Linked DNA regions of Mus musculus: all the other regions are linked to region 3. The links are chromatin contacts, called in public Hi-C and HiChIP or PLAC-seq maps. All regions are on one chromosome and are shown on one strand. Each heading gives the region's core, a stretch centred on a gene start, on an enhancer-like site or on the middle of the called end of the contact. The rest is flanking DNA. Distances are from core to core; before and after follow the strand shown. Region 1 overlaps Zfp469 (zinc finger protein 469). Region 2 overlaps Zfp469 (zinc finger protein 469). Region 3 has its middle 18 kb from the start of Gm34413. Region 4 overlaps Zfpm1 (zinc finger protein, multitype 1).

The links. Hi-C and Micro-C count contacts between places; a contact is called where the count stands out from the background. HiChIP or PLAC-seq counts read pairs in DNA pulled down with a chosen protein or histone mark.
Region 1: a contact with region 3 is called in an H3K4me3 HiChIP or PLAC-seq map of bone marrow-derived macrophages, with 3 times the contacts expected there. The contact joins two enhancer-like sites. A contact is called at or near these places in 6 of 484 Hi-C or Micro-C datasets (the MC38 cell line, bone marrow-derived macrophages, nephron progenitors and 2 more), 3 of 115 datasets of contacts at active chromatin or transcription factors (the 3134 cell line, bone marrow-derived macrophages and embryonic stem cells) and 1 of 9 other capture datasets (adipose tissue).
Region 2: an H3K4me3 HiChIP or PLAC-seq map of bone marrow-derived macrophages shows a contact between it and region 3, with 3 times the contacts expected there. The contact joins two enhancer-like sites. A contact is called at or near these places in 4 of 39 promoter capture datasets (the 3T3-L1 cell line, frontonasal cranial neural crest and trophoblast stem cells), 1 of 15 datasets of contacts at CTCF or cohesin (embryonic stem cells), 15 of 484 Hi-C or Micro-C datasets (bone marrow-derived macrophages, differentiating embryonic stem cells, embryonic stem cells and 2 more), 7 of 115 datasets of contacts at active chromatin or transcription factors (T-cell acute lymphoblastic leukemia, bone marrow-derived macrophages and embryonic stem cells) and 2 of 9 other capture datasets (adipose tissue and embryonic stem cells).
Region 4: a contact with region 3 is called in a Hi-C map of the C2C12 cell line, with 2.6 times the contacts expected there. The contact joins two enhancer-like sites. A contact is called at or near these places in 1 of 15 datasets of contacts at CTCF or cohesin (embryonic stem cells), 9 of 484 Hi-C or Micro-C datasets (the C2C12 cell line, cerebellum and embryonic stem cells), 3 of 115 datasets of contacts at active chromatin or transcription factors (bone marrow-derived macrophages, cardiomyocytes and embryonic stem cells) and 1 of 9 other capture datasets (pancreatic islet).

The regions. Positions count from the first base shown.
Region 1 is chr8:122,240,724-122,244,289 of GRCm38.p6, reverse strand. The region is part of intron 1 of Zfp469 (zinc finger protein 469); the gene reads right to left. Among named protein-coding and RNA genes, the nearest start is that of Zfp469, 12 kb to the right of the region's middle. Within about 2 kb of position 1,854, at least 8 of the 459 cell types and tissues checked have an H3K27ac peak or open chromatin away from gene starts, as enhancers often do. A contact at or near this core is called in bone marrow-derived macrophages, where this site is marked.
Region 2 is chr8:122,262,966-122,266,409 of GRCm38.p6, reverse strand. It overlaps Zfp469 (zinc finger protein 469), which reads right to left. Exons shown (of 3, transcript NM_001362883.1): 3 at 1-3,444. Among named protein-coding and RNA genes, the nearest start is that of Zfpm1, 17 kb to the left of the region's middle. Within about 2 kb of position 2,004, at least 25 of the 459 cell types and tissues checked have an H3K27ac peak or open chromatin away from gene starts, as enhancers often do. A contact at or near this core is called in bone marrow-derived macrophages, where this site is marked.
Region 3 is chr8:122,111,028-122,114,275 of GRCm38.p6, reverse strand. It overlaps a transcript of Zfp469 not described here. Among named protein-coding and RNA genes, the nearest start is that of Gm34413, 18 kb to the right of the region's middle. Within about 2 kb of position 1,840, at least 113 of the 459 cell types and tissues checked have an H3K27ac peak or open chromatin away from gene starts, as enhancers often do. A contact at or near this core is called in the C2C12 cell line and bone marrow-derived macrophages, where this site is marked.
Region 4 is chr8:122,331,244-122,334,903 of GRCm38.p6, reverse strand. Zfpm1 (zinc finger protein, multitype 1) reads right to left here. Exons shown (of 10, transcript NM_009569.4): 5 at 2,715-2,814; 6 at 977-1,183; 7 at 222-452. Among named protein-coding and RNA genes, the nearest start is that of Gm46056, 11 kb to the left of the region's middle. Within about 2 kb of position 1,588, at least 25 of the 459 cell types and tissues checked have an H3K27ac peak or open chromatin away from gene starts, as enhancers often do. A contact at or near this core is called in the C2C12 cell line and bone marrow-derived macrophages, where this site is marked.

The DNA.
Region 1 (3,566 bases), core at 605-3,104, 130 kb before region 3:
ACACTACACCACACACATTCCCTACACACACATACACACATATACTACACACACATTCACTACACACATACTACACACATGCTACACACACACACACACACCACAACATACCATACACACATTCATTACACACACACACAACACACATACTACATATACTACACACACTACACATACACAACACACACACACACACTACACACATACACACTACACACACACTACATACATACACATTACACACCCACTACACACACTACATACACATACATTACACACCCACTATATACACTCACACTATACACACACATATGTGCATACATACATACATACATACATACACACACACACACACACACACACACACACACACACACACACCATACTACACCACATACACTTTTCAATTTGTTTGTTCTTTTGTGTTTTTTTCTTGTAGCCCTGTCTGTCCTGGAACTCACTCTGTAGTGAGGCTGACCTCAAACTCAGAGATCCACCTGTCTCTGCCTCCCAAGTGCTGGAACTAAAGGTATGTGCCACCATCGCCCAGCTACTTTTTTTTAAGAGGCTGCTCGGGACTGCCATGGTCTGCCCTCCTGATGCCACTGTTCTCAGGACTGAGAAGAAGGACTGCTGTGACATAGCCTTGGTCTCCCCGGAGGCCACCTGGCCTGGAGGTCCCATGACCCACAGCAGCCCAGATGGAGCTCCTTCTTGGCCTGGCTGGCAGGCCGGAGGGTAATCCCAGGGATGCCGAGGCTCAGGCTGGGCCCTGGCCTGTCTGTGACCTATCTCTCTCTTCCATCTGGAAGAGCAGCTGCTGTCTCGGCTGGCTGGTCCCTCAGCCAGGCTGGGAGCTACTGTACTGGGTGTGTGGAGCTTTCTGATTGCTGGTGATGGTGCTGTAGGGATGTGAAGCCTCAGAGGGTTGTGTCTAAGGGTCAGTCATCCATCATCCATCTATCCCCTGAAGGGCTGGAAGCTCATGGTCACCCCCTAGCTCTAGTCCTGCGAGGGTAGGACTAGAACCTAACACAGGTTCCCAAGCCCAGAAGCCAGGCTCTGTGGCCTCGTGGCCTCAGCAATGGCCCTGGAACACAGTGACAGAAGTGCTCGCCTACATGTCACTTTGACCCCATGATCCACTGCCATATCTGTGTGGACTCCTGCATTAATCCCCACGGAGGCAGCAGCAATGACATGATCCTTGGGTCCCTGGAAAAGAATCCAGGTCCAGAGAAGTACAATAGTGAATGACACAGCACAGGGCCACCCGGGCAGGGCCACCATGCCTCTGCCACCAGAGGCCAAAACAGGGACTTGGAGGTGTCTTTCCTACCACATGCTCATGTCCCAGACTTCCGTCCATCTGTCCATCTGCTGAGCTCAGGGCCATGTGGGGAAGGGGGCTACTGCCCGGGGTCCTGACTTCCACTGACTCATCCTGAGACTTGGGTGAGGGGAAAGGTGATGGCAGCTGCTGTAGTTACCCTCAAGGCACTGACCATCAGGTGTATAAATATGGGCAGTTCAGACATCATGGATACTGTGGACATTAGGATCCTGTGTCCACGGGAGGGCAAGTATCTCTGCATGCCACCACCCCTCAGAGGCTCACCGCCATCTGTGGCCCCCAGATCCCTGTGGAGGGCCCCTCACCCAAGCCTGTTTCAATCTCTAGTACTGCCATCTTCCAACCTGGTGACACTACAGGGAACATCATGTGGCCACCAAGGGTGTGTGGCACCTCGTACTAAGACATGGACTGTGTCCCCATCCCAGAACCCAGGCTAGTCCCTGACTGGTTGTGATCTACATACATAGAAGGAAGTGACATCCTGAGAGTTTGGAAGGAAGTGACATCATGAGTCTGGAAGGAAGTGACATCATGAGTCTGGGCCTTGGAGCTTTGCTGTTCCTCCTTATCTAGAGGGAGGGAAGTGGGGGGTGGTGCTGGCATTCCCCCAGATGCCCCCAGGGGGTTGAGCCCAGAATTCAATTGCCAACTAAAGCAGCCCCCATGTGTAGCTGGGTAAGAACGCAGAAATCTAGAAGTGCCGAGACTGAGAAGCTGCCGGTCGGTGGCTATGCTATGTATCTGTGTGGCAGCCATCTCTGATGGTGAGAGACTCCTTGAAGGTGGCATGCTAGGGATTGAAGCAGGCGTGGGTGAGGGGGCTCTCTGCAAGGGTCTGGGGGGCCACAGATGGCCAGAAATCACAGTAAACATGAGAGTAAGACAGGGCCAGTGGCAAAGCAGATGGCTACTCTCCTGTGGGCTCAACAGACACAGGAGCCTGACATCGGCATTGCCTACGATATCTGCACTGCCATGAGAGTCAACCTGGTCATGGGGATCAGACTCAATGCCAAATGCTGGCATCTGCTCCAAGGGCTCTGTACCTACTCTGAGGCCCCTCCTCCAGGGTGTGAGCACAGGGATAGCGCTGAGGAGGACCCAGTGCCCACTGCCACTTCAAAGAGCTGGAGGCCTCAGAGCCAGGCTGCCGATGAACGGATCACACGCAGGTGCTGGGATGAAAGGCCCCGCTGAGCACCGGACCCTCTTCCTGTGAGTTCTTTATAGACAGAAAGTCCGTGCCTGTGTTTGATCTTCTCTAACAGGCTCTGTATCTGCCTAAGGAAGGCTCTGGTCAGCCAGCTTCTGGGCATCCTATGGCCCCTGGAACAGCCTCTGGCAGGGTGCACAAGGGGCAGGTACAGCACTCTGATCCCCAGGTACCTGTGCTCAGTGGGAGACAAGCACAGGCACCTATACTACTGTTGACTTTGGTGCCCACTCCCACACAGAGCTCCCATAGGTCTGTGGCACAGAGTCCCAGGGCTCTCCAGTAGGGACTCCCAACTCTCAGGCCATGGAATCTTCGTTCAAATCTCCTGTCTCACAGAGGACTGCCCACCTACTAAGCAGTTTTAAAAATCACCTATCCCTCTGTCATCTGTGCATGTATCAACTCTAGCCATCTGTCTGTCTATCCACTGAGCATCTACGTTAACACATGCCCTCATGAATGTCTTCCTATCACCTGCCTTCCTCATGCTGTCCTTCAGTTTGCCTACCTCATAGACCAAAGTCATGCATTCCCATGTGTATTAATACCAAATTTGCGCCCACTGGATGGCCAATGTTGCCAATCTGGCAGAGGCATGCCCTTGCCCTCTGGCCCCCAGAGCTTGATTCCCCACCCAGCCTTTCTTCCCCACTATTGTGTCTTTCCTGCCAGTCACCATCGTCAAGACAACAGGCTTAGAGATCTGTGGACAAAGGTGAGTAGAGGGTGGGCACACCCACTCCGGAGCCCTGGAAGGGGCTGATTACACAGCAGGTCTCAGGAATAGAAATGGAGCTGGCTGCAGAAGAGCTCATCCATCATAGATTAGGTGATTGGATGGGGCACATGGTCTCCGAGCTACCCTGAAGAGCATGTCTGGGACTGGAGCCAGTGTGGGTATAAGAGAGCCAAGGGATGTGGCTGATTCTGACACCACTGCCAGGAAACCTGGATGTACCTCTGTCTGAAACCCACTCAGCGCACGTATCATGG
Region 2 (3,444 bases), core at 755-3,254, 150 kb before region 3:
GAGGAGCGGAGGAATGGGCAGGAGATAGCCTCAGCTCCTCTTTTCCAGAATCTTCTAATGTTCTTACTGCGATGCCCTTGGGGCTGTTCCTCTCTAGTAATACAGGGGCCGAGAAACTGATGGAGCCAAGTGAGCCTACGGGAGGGTCCTTGGGACTGCTGGTCCCCAGCAGAGAGTGCTGGGATAAAGGCTCTTCAGGGCCACAGCAGCTTGTCACCAATAGTGTAGGGGATGCTGGGGGTTCAGCCTCTTTGGTGGTTAGGCCATAACTGGCACCCAGAGGTACCAAGACAGGACAGGTTGGCTGATCATCGGGGCTGGGTAGGTCTCTGTAGGAGGAAGGTGCTAGTGGCTTACTAGGCTTGACTCTGGTCTCAGGGTCTTCCTGGGGCATCGGCTCAAGGTCACTGGGAGTAGGTGTGGCTTGAGGCCTGGTGGAGAAGACACATGCGGCCAGGTCTCTATTGGAGGGAGCGGGATTCTCCTGGCTAAACAATGGCTGTGGGCTGGCGGCCTTCTCTGGGCTTCTCTCTGCAGGCTCCTTCTGGAGAGGGCAAGCCTTCTGGATTGGAAGCAAGGATGTGCTATCAGGGTCGGTGGGGCTGGTGGAGAACAGTGCTTGTCTCCTAAGGCCCCGGGCTGCTCTGTTCCCCTGGCGTGGCCTTCTGCCCCTGGCCGGCCTAGCTTCCAAATGGGCACTGACCTTGTTGAGTGCATCTGGGTCCTCCAGGCTCCTCCAGCTTTTTGGCTGGAGTCTGTTGGCTTGACCCTGGCCCTTGATCTTTTCAGGTTGACTAGGCGAGCCAAGACGTCCATCTGCCTTGGACCTCAGCTGCTTCTGGATGTTTGCAGGAAGAGCTGACACGTTTACAGCCCTTGAGGAGTCCTCTTTCATACGGGCCCCTCCTGTCACTGAGGGGTCCCCAGACTGAAGGCCCTGGGCGTTCTCTCTGCTCTTGGCTGTAGCATCCAGGACCTGACGCAGAGGAAAGGAACAGCAGGCTGGGTCCTGGCGCCTCTGTCCAATGCTGGCACTGGGCTCCCAGGGAGGATCTGGCACGGGATGAGACCAAGCCCTACCACCACTTTGAAGGGTGGATTGTGGAGAGGTCCCTGCAGGTGCAGACGCCCCCTTAAAGTCCAGGTCCTTGGCAATAGGCTTGTTAAGCACAGCTCCTATAGAACTCCCTGCCTGGTCTTCAGAGTGACCCTTAGAGCCATGGCTGAGACTGGCACTTGGAAGGGAGGTGACTTCCTCATCACCCTTAAGTATCAAGTTGGGTTCTAGGGCCGGGTGGGCACTGGGGCTGTTGAATCCTTCCAGTGCAGGGGAAGTTGGGCAGGGCTCCTGGGCCTCACAGAATGGGTCTAGAGAATGTCCTCTTGTGTGTTTACCAGGAAGCAGCGGTGGGGCATTCGAGTTCTGGGTCCCAGGGGCTTCATTATTTTTAGGAAACAAAAGCCCATGCTTCGGGCTGTCCTTGGCTAAACTCCCAGCATGCAGCAAGGCCACCTGTTGGTTGCTGGAGTCAGGCAGGCGGTCACTTAGGGGGATCTGACTGTCTGCGTCGGGGATAATGGTCTCCCGAGTTCTCTGAAGACCGAGTGTGAATCCTTCCAGGCTGAGGGGAGCCCCGCATCCTGGGTTCTCCTGGATACCACAGGGAGGTGCTGCTTTTTCTGTGTGGCAGGAAGCTGGGTAGGGCCACTGTTTCTGGGGGTTCTTCAGGGCCCTTTCCTGATGTGAACTTGATCCCTCAAGACCTGTAATGTCTTCTGCTGGCTCCCTCTGGGCTGAGGTGGCTGGATTTGTGGGTAGAAGGGAGGCCTGCTTTGGGCTTGTGTCCATCTTGCCTTCCTGTGTAGCTTCCTCCGGTTCTCCCGAGGTGCCCACTGTGCTCCCTTCCCCCTGCAGTTGGCTTTCTAATTCAGTCACCAATCTTTTGATCTCCAGTTCGTCCTCACACAGATTGCTACATTCACTTCCCTTTTCAGGCACAGCGGGAGGGCGGGGAGGCACCGTCTGTTCCGAGGGACACTGCTTGCTGACTGTCTTTCCCTTGGAGAGACCAGGAAAGGAGCCAGGCAGCACCGGAGAAATTTCCTCCAGCAGCAAGAATGGCGGGTACAGAGGATCTGCCAGAGGTTTCTTAGGGAGAGGGTCAGGACCTGCCAGTGGTCCGTGGGTGACCCTGTTTGCTGACAAGTTGTCATAGAGTGGTGGGTCAAATCCGTCCTCAGGCAGCCCTGCAAACAGGGATGTGGACTCTAAGGTCAGTGGCGAATGCACCTTCCCTGGGTCTGTTTCAACTGGGTAGGGTGGACTCTTGGATGGTGTTGACTCAAGGGTCTCCATACTGTCCTGGCTAAGGTAGCAGCTTCGGGCAGGCAACGGGTCCATAGCTAAAGGCTTGGTGTACAGATCGTCAGGGAAACAGTAGGCTAGGTCCTTGGATCCAAGGAACAATTCACAGGTGTCACTGTTAGGCAGGGATCCTCTTTTGGCAGCTGGACACTCTAGAGAGCGCCTGTCACAGTGGTCAGGGTCACAACCAGGACTCGAGTTCTTGAAAACCGGGAGGCTGGATTCAGTGTAGAACATGTCTGCCAGCTTATCGATGGGTACCAGGCACCTTCCAGGCTGGGAGGCAGAGTCCTCTCTGGTATGCAAAGTCGGGGGCTTCATGCATCCAGAAGTGCCCAGAAGACAGCCTGCATCTGGTACTGGCACGCTGTTTCCCGATAGTGTTTCAGGGTGGCTCCCTGATGGACTGCCAGCCCGTGCTGGCACTGGAGCAGCGGGTCTGGGGCTTTCCCCACCACAGTGAGCTGGAGAACTGGGTCTCTCTCTGAGCTCAGTGGTATCAGCAGCAACTTCAGGCTTCTCGCCCTCCTGGGGGAAGTCCAGGGCTGCATGGTTTTTCTCCTGGGTCTTGGTGGTGGCGAGGACCCGGGGAGGATGTTTTGGGGCTATTATGGGATGGCCACGATGCTCAAGTCCTCTTTCCACAGAGACTTCTCCAGCTTCCGAACTCGGCAACAGGCTTTGAGTCCTTGGAGTGGGAGAGCCCCCATTTTCACCAGCCTCCTGCCGCATGACCTTCCTTGGGTTCTGGGTCAAATCTTCTTTCTTCCTCTTCTTGCCCTGGCGCCACCGTTGGCGGCTGTGGGGGGAACAGCCTTGGGCAGGACCCCCCAAATCCCGCCGCTGCTGCATACCAGCCTCTTCCTCAGATTCAGAGGCACAGCCTTGCCCGCTGAGCCTGCCCTCCTGGGTGCTAGGTGGTCTTCCAGGCAGCGGGGGGACATGGGAGACTTGGTTCCGTGGTGCCTGCTGCCCGTGGCGCCTGTTTTTCTGCCGCACTATCTTGTGGATGAGTTCCTTGCTCCAGGAGCCGCCCCGCCCCCTCCTCTTCCTGGAGTCCTTCCCAGAGGGCAGCTGCA
Region 3 (3,248 bases), core at 591-3,090:
TCCAGAGGCCTTGGGGGGCAGCTCACAGGTCCTAGGGTCCTCAGGGAGCCTACACCTACCTATCTTCAGATCCCAGACCTAGGGGCCATAGAGTTTCTGGTGCCACCAAAGGCTGATGAGGGTGTTCTTCCAAACCCACTATCTGAATGACCAGCAGTGTCTGCCCTCGGGACTGGACAAACTGCCCCAGAAAGCATTTATAGTCTCCTCAGAAACCCTCTACTATGCAGAGAGAAGGAGGGGGAGGGGGTCCCCAGGAAATGTATTAGAGGGAGGGGAGGGTCAGATGCGGTCAGTGGTTAGCAATGGCCGGTATACCCAAAGATTCACCAGGACAATCCAAGACAGAATGTGGCCACTCAGACTGCAGGGACTGCAAAGGGTGGGCAGCAGCCATGTCACCTGCCGAGCCAAACCACCTTGACCTCCAAGGCTCTGAATTCGAGCCACTGGCTGGGCCTTGAGTTCCGGCCTCATGTGTGGAAGCCACTCCCCATCTCATCAGCCCTTGTATTTCTCGGTGTCTTAAGAAGCCAGCACAACCATCGTCCTGGACAGAAGCTGACTTGGGGATTTTTCTCAAGGTCACAGAGATTCACGGACAGAATTGAGACTGAAGTTCTAACCTTAGGGGTTATTAGTAAATCATCTACAGAGGGTAAGGGGCATACAGTTACCTAGCTGGGATAACTAGTACAGTGGGTAATAGGTGGGCGGTTACATCGCAGGGATCGTTAGTACAACTGTAAGTAGATGACTGACATCCGTGGACAACTAAGATAAGGAGTGGCTGCATACACATCTATGGATGAGGAGCCCAGCAGCTCAGGGTGATTGGCTACGCATCTGTGGATACCTAGCACTAGTAGGGGTGACAGGTTAAACTCGCCCGGTGGGTATACTCGACCTGTGGCATATCCACGGACTAGTACAGCAAGGGACAGGTGGCTTGTCATCCTGTGGTAGATGAGTGGCATGGCTGCTGAGGCCTCCTCTAAACCTGAATCTCTCTCACTGTGTGCCTTGGGGAGGGCATCTCTTCCCTTTGAGCCTGAACCCTATGGGCTACTCACTGATGTGGCACCTGCTGTGTGCCTGAGAATACATTCATAGTGTGACCAGGGGCACTCGTGTTGGGTTCAGGAGTCTGGGTAACTGTTTGGAAGAGCACCCGCCATCTGGTGAATGGCTACCCACCTCTCCACAGGGAGACAAGACCTGGTAACAAACTGCACATTTTCCCACATTGATACCTGCTTCCAGACACTCTGCCCTGACGGGGAGACTAACGTGGCAGCTCCCTCCAAGGTCAGCCTCAGCACAGACCACGGAGCCGTGACCACCATGTGGCCACTTTTGTGGCCAAGCCTGAACCCAGTGAATCATCAATACACAGGATCCAGCCATGAGATTCCCTGAAAAGGGCTGGTAGCAAAACCAACAGACACATTAGAACCACGGAACAGGATGTCCTGGCTTCAGGGAACCCAGGTGGGACCCGATCCAAATAAGAAGCAACAGGGTTTTCAGAGTACCCCCTCCCACCCCACCCCACCCCCAGCTCCGAAAGGCACAGGCTGTGCTCGCCACTGTCCCTGAGAACAGCAGAAGCCAAGGCTGCAGAGAGGCTCTGGGAGCTCCTGGCCTGTGTTTTGGATCCAGCAGAAGTGGGCCGCAGTCATAGCTCATGCTCGCCCCCCCCACCCCCCGCCCCCTGCCACCACAAGCTTTCCAGCCACAGCCATGAGGTGACATCATGGGGTCAGGGGCTATAAACCGAACTCAGTCAGAAGAAGAGAAAGAATGGGAGAGGGTGGCCCTCAAACCCACTTCCTGTCTCCTGATCATCTGGTGATCTCCTGTGTCAGCTTCGGTTCCTTCCCCTCCCGCCAGCTTCCCTCCCTCCTTGCCAAAGCCACAGGCTCCCCTCCTCCACCACACTTGATCAGAACCAGGAAAGCGGCACCAGAGCAGGTCCCTCCACCTCCTAAGAATACCGGGACCCTCTCATTGGGAGCCAGCTTGGCCTCTGACATAGCTAGTGCATAGCCACAACCTGCAGACCACCCCAGTCTGCCCCCGAGCTGGTAGCTCCAAGGGGCAGGTGCTGCCCAGATGAAGTGAGACTGGGGTCCAGGTACTATCCTCTAAGTGACATGACATTGTCAACATTGCTCTGGGACATCCACACCCTTCTCTGGACCTCAGTTTCCCCAGCTGCCAAAGGAAAGGGTGGGTCTGGCTTCTGAGGTCCCAGACACAGATGGATGAAGGGGTGAGTCAGAGCGCAGGGCTGCGGTCTCACGTGGAAGCAGAACTTCGATGATTTCACGAGAGGCAGAGCACAGTCTCCTCTGGCGGAGCCCTTGCAGCTTCCCAAGTTAATCACCATGGGAACGATTATCTGGCCATCGGGCCATCCTCCTGCCCTCCTCGAAGCTCCATCCCGCCTTCACAAACCTAGAGGGGAATCTCCACAATTTACACAGACCATCAATCACACGCAAGCAAGATTTCTGTTTCAATAGCTGGGCATAAAGAAAGTAGCAAGAGTCGTTGGGGTTGAGCCTAACATGTCCAGCCCTTCTTCTGTCTCTGGGACACTGAGGTCTCAGAGTCACATCCCATTTCTATGATTTCTTTAAAAATTACACAAGCCATTATTCATCCATCCAGTGAGGATGGTCCCCGTCTTGCCTACCAAAGCAGGATTAGGCGCTAGAGATACGTCTCAAGAACTCTGTTACTTCCTACCTGGACCAGGGATGGCAGAGGGTCTAACCTATAACACCAGTCCCCTGAAGCCTCTCAGATCATCTCAGACCTCCCCAGAAAGCCCCCACTCATTCACAACAGCTCAGAGTACACATTAATAAGTCGAATATTTTCCTACGATCCCTCTCTGCTGCCTGAGAAAATGGCTACTGATCGTTCACCACCCTAGTTCATAAGTCATTCCAGATCATAGAGCCAGGCCCTGCTGCCCTCTGTTGGCCTCCTCATCTTCACGACTTTTCCAGACTGGGAAGGGGGGGTGGGGGGGGGGTCATTTGTCTACACTACAAAGCCTCGTGCTCTTCTGACAGCACATCCTATGTACTCATTATTTATTGCTGAGATCTCTGTGATTACAACACAGCCCAGCTGGAGTCCTGACAACAGGCAATTTGCAAGCCACCAGCCACGCCTTGAAGCCCAATCACATCCTCGCCCAAGTGTGTTCCGCTTAAAGATAGCACGTGAAGAAA
Region 4 (3,660 bases), core at 339-2,838, 220 kb before region 3:
AAGGAAGGAACACTGGCCCTTTTAGTTCGCATCAGTCATATGCCGCCCAGCGTCAAGTACACACCCAGCCTTTTATTAAGTGTGCATATAGCCACAGGTAAGCCTTGCGCTAGGCTGTGGAGGGACGGGGAACTGCATAGCACATGGTGGCAGAGCAAGCTTTCCTGACCACCAGTCCAGTGCAGGGCCTGGCTTGGCCAGGGCAGGCACGGGGCACTCACCACTGTGGCTGCGCATGTGGATCTCCAGCGAGCTGGCGCTGGGGCAGCTCTTTCGGCACTGGGGGAAGGGGCAGACACGCTCATTGGGGTAGGTCTCTTTGGGTTTCTCTTCCGTCGCCGAGACAGGAGAGCCTGCACGCTGGCGGCTGGCACAGTAGTAGAGCAGGTGGGCTTGCAGGTTCCGCTCACTACGGTACCAGATCCCGCAGTCTTTGCAGGGGAAGACGTCCTCTGGTAGGGGTACAAGTGGGGGTGAGGTACTGACTGGATGAGGAAGGGCCTGGCCTTGACAGCTCCAGGCTGAGGTACTGGCTTTTGGTGGCTTAGCTCTCCTTTCATTGTGTCCCTGAAGGCCCCGTCTAATCGTAGGACCCACCCAGGCACTGGGGATTCTCCTGTCCCTGCACAGGGGACATGAGGACTCAGCTCCTACTGCTGCCTTTAGGCATATATTACACCCATGCCTGCCACCACCTTCTCTTTCTACTTCTCAGGGGGCCCGCACCAGGTCCCTTGGGGCTGAGCCCTTCCTATGGTAGCAGGCCATGTACAATCTAGCACTCGGGTCACTCTGCATCAGCTGGGTACTGTCCTTCAGTTCAGTGTCTTACTGGAGCATAATTTATCCCCTGCCCCCCCCTCCCCGTGTGTGTAAACTGGACCTTTTGCATGCTGACCACCCCCCCCCCCAGGATCTGCCCTAACCTTTGACTTGAGTGTCAACCAAAGTCTGCCCCTGGGAGTCACATACTTACTGTTGATGACTGCGGTAGCAAGGATGGATGCCATGCCAGCCTGCTGGGGCAGCAGCTGGATGTCGGTGTGCACTGGGGCCAAGCCTCCAGGTTCTACTGGTTCCTGCACAGGGTGTCTGGGAGCACCATGGGGCTCGGTGACAAGGCGCACATATAGCAGTCCACCAGAAGGCACCACTTTGGTAACCCTGCACCAGAGGGCGTCATCTGTAGGGTACAGGCACTTGTGATGATCCTGGGCCTTTAATGGGGGTGCTTCCCTTTGTCTCCCACCCTGGGGCCCTGCTGTATGGCCAGGGATGACTGAGTCTGGGCAAAAGGCAGGAAGTGGCTGCATTCAGGCTCACGTTCGTGGCTGGCTGGATTTGTGGTGTGCTATCCTGTGTCTGAGGCAAGGATTGGGGGAGCTTACATCTCCAGTAAAAGGGTAGACATGGGCAGGGATATATGAGGGGGTTGTATGTAATCACTATCACTTGGCTGGGGTAGAGGGGTGTCCTAACGCATTGGGCTCCAGAACAGGCAGGTTTTCAATCTGTTGGGCATGGGCCTGGTGCTGTTCCCACAGTAGCCTGTAGAGGGCAGCCTCAATCCACAAAAACCCAGGTGTCCTGGGCCAGCAGTTCTGCCACATGGCCTGGAACCCTGTGAGCTGTGAGTAGGGACACTTCTGGCCTCAGTCTCAAGCCAGTGGCCACTCCCAGCAGAAAGTGGGAAAAGAAAAGGGAGTATGTATGTTCTAAGGTGGCAGTAGGAGCTGAGCTGCAGGGTAGAGCCTGTGTAAGTCCCATTATGGGCCAAGTGATACAGGAAAAATCAAGCGACAATGTCCACAGGATTCCTGTGGTCACTGTGACCCTGTCTGCAGGCCCCACCCAGATCAGGTCATGTTTATCAGTATCATCCCTATAAGGGCCTCTGTCTTCTGTGGATGGCACACTTGGGCAGAACTGTGTTGTAGAAGCCTATGGGCAGGTCAGTCCTGGTGGTGCAAGCACATGGCTGACGGCTTGCCAACATCCAATCTGGTGTTGGGGCGTGTTCCTTTCTAGTGCAGGCTGCCTTCAGTGGTCCCCGGAAGCTCTTCTTGCTCAGTCTCCCCCTAAGCCCACGTAGAGAAGCAGAGCTCTCAGTGGCTGTGGAGGGCCCAGGGTGGCCCCTCTAGCCCTTGTGTTCAGTGGCTGTGGAGGGCCCAGGGTGGTCCCTCTAGCTCTTGTGTTCAGTGGCTGTGGAGGGCCCAGGGTGGCCCCTCTAGCCCTTGTGTTCAGTGGCTGTGGAGGGCCCAGGGTGGCCCCTCTAGCCCTTGTGTTCAGTGGCTGTGGAGGGCCCAGGGTGGCCCCTCTAGCCCTTGTGTTCAGTGGCTGTGGAGGGCCCAGGGTGGCCCCTCTAGCCCTTGTGTTCAGTGGCTGTGGAGGGCCCAGGGTGGTCCCTCTAGCTCTTGTGTTCAGTGGCTGTGGAGGGCCCAGGGTGGTCCCTCTAGCTCTTGTGTTCAGGGGCTGGCTGTAGAGGGCCCAGGGTGGTCCCTCTAGCTCTTGTGTCAGTGGTTATGATTCGCATGGGATTGCAGCTCCAAAGGTTGTCCATCATCCTCTCAGATGGGGTTCAGGGTGCTCTCTCAGGCAGTTTGATTGTTACCCAGATAAGCTGGTGTCCCTTTAAGAGCTGGACCAGTCAGAACCAAGTGACCCTGCCTTCTGAAAGACCTTAGCGGGGAGGGAGGCAGGCATGAGATACAGACCCTTCCTGTAGATCTCTGAGTTGGCGGCTTCTTCAGTTAGGACCTGGGGCAGCATCCTTAGCCAGCAGCTCTCATCCACCATCAGGGTCACAGCTGGGCCCTAGAGAAGAGTGGAGATGGGAAAGGCTCAGTCTATATAGGATGCCGAGTGGGGGGCTTTGCTCTGTTGTGTAGTGGTGGTCAGCAGCCTGGTAGCTCATAGCAGTAGGACTTGTGTAGTTCAAACACTATGATAACTGGAGGCATGGCAGGGAGCTGTGCATTCCCAGGCTATGCATTGGTCTCTGTTGGGAACAAAGGTCTAGAGCTGTCAAGCACTGAATCTATAGAGCCTGCTGATGTGTGTTCTCTTTCTGTGACAGCAGAGCTGCTGGCACCAAGGGTATGGCCCATACCACGCAACTGCTAGATTCCTGCAAGGAACTGAGAAAGGGAGGGAGGGAGGGAGAGAGGGAGAGAGGGAGGGAGAGAGGGAGAGAGGGAGAGAGGGAGAGCACGAGCCCATGTCTCTGTACAGTAGAGCTTTCCTTTCTGGTGCAGGGTGGAACTTTTGGCCCTGTCCGTTCATTGAGAGCACTGTCCTTCTCCTGAGATTGGCTGCCCCAACCCAAGACAGCTGTGTTGCCAGGGAGCGAGGGGTAGTGGGTAGCTGAGGCTCTGTGCCCTCTTCCCCATCATATGGGCCAGGGAACTGAGACAGAATAAAGGGGAGGGGGTTGGGGTTAGAAGTTCCAGCCTAGGGCTGTGCCACACACTTCCTCTGCAGCTCCATCTGAACCTGGAAGGGAAGAGCTCTGGGCTCAGCCCCCCAGGGCCACCAAAGCTGCTTGCTTCCTGCCCCCTGCACCCTGGCTCTCAGCCCAGCAGCAGAGGAAGTAAGTGTACGTGGCCATGTCTCTGTGCAGCCCAGGCTGGAAGGCTGGGCTGGGATTTGGTCTCCGGTGGA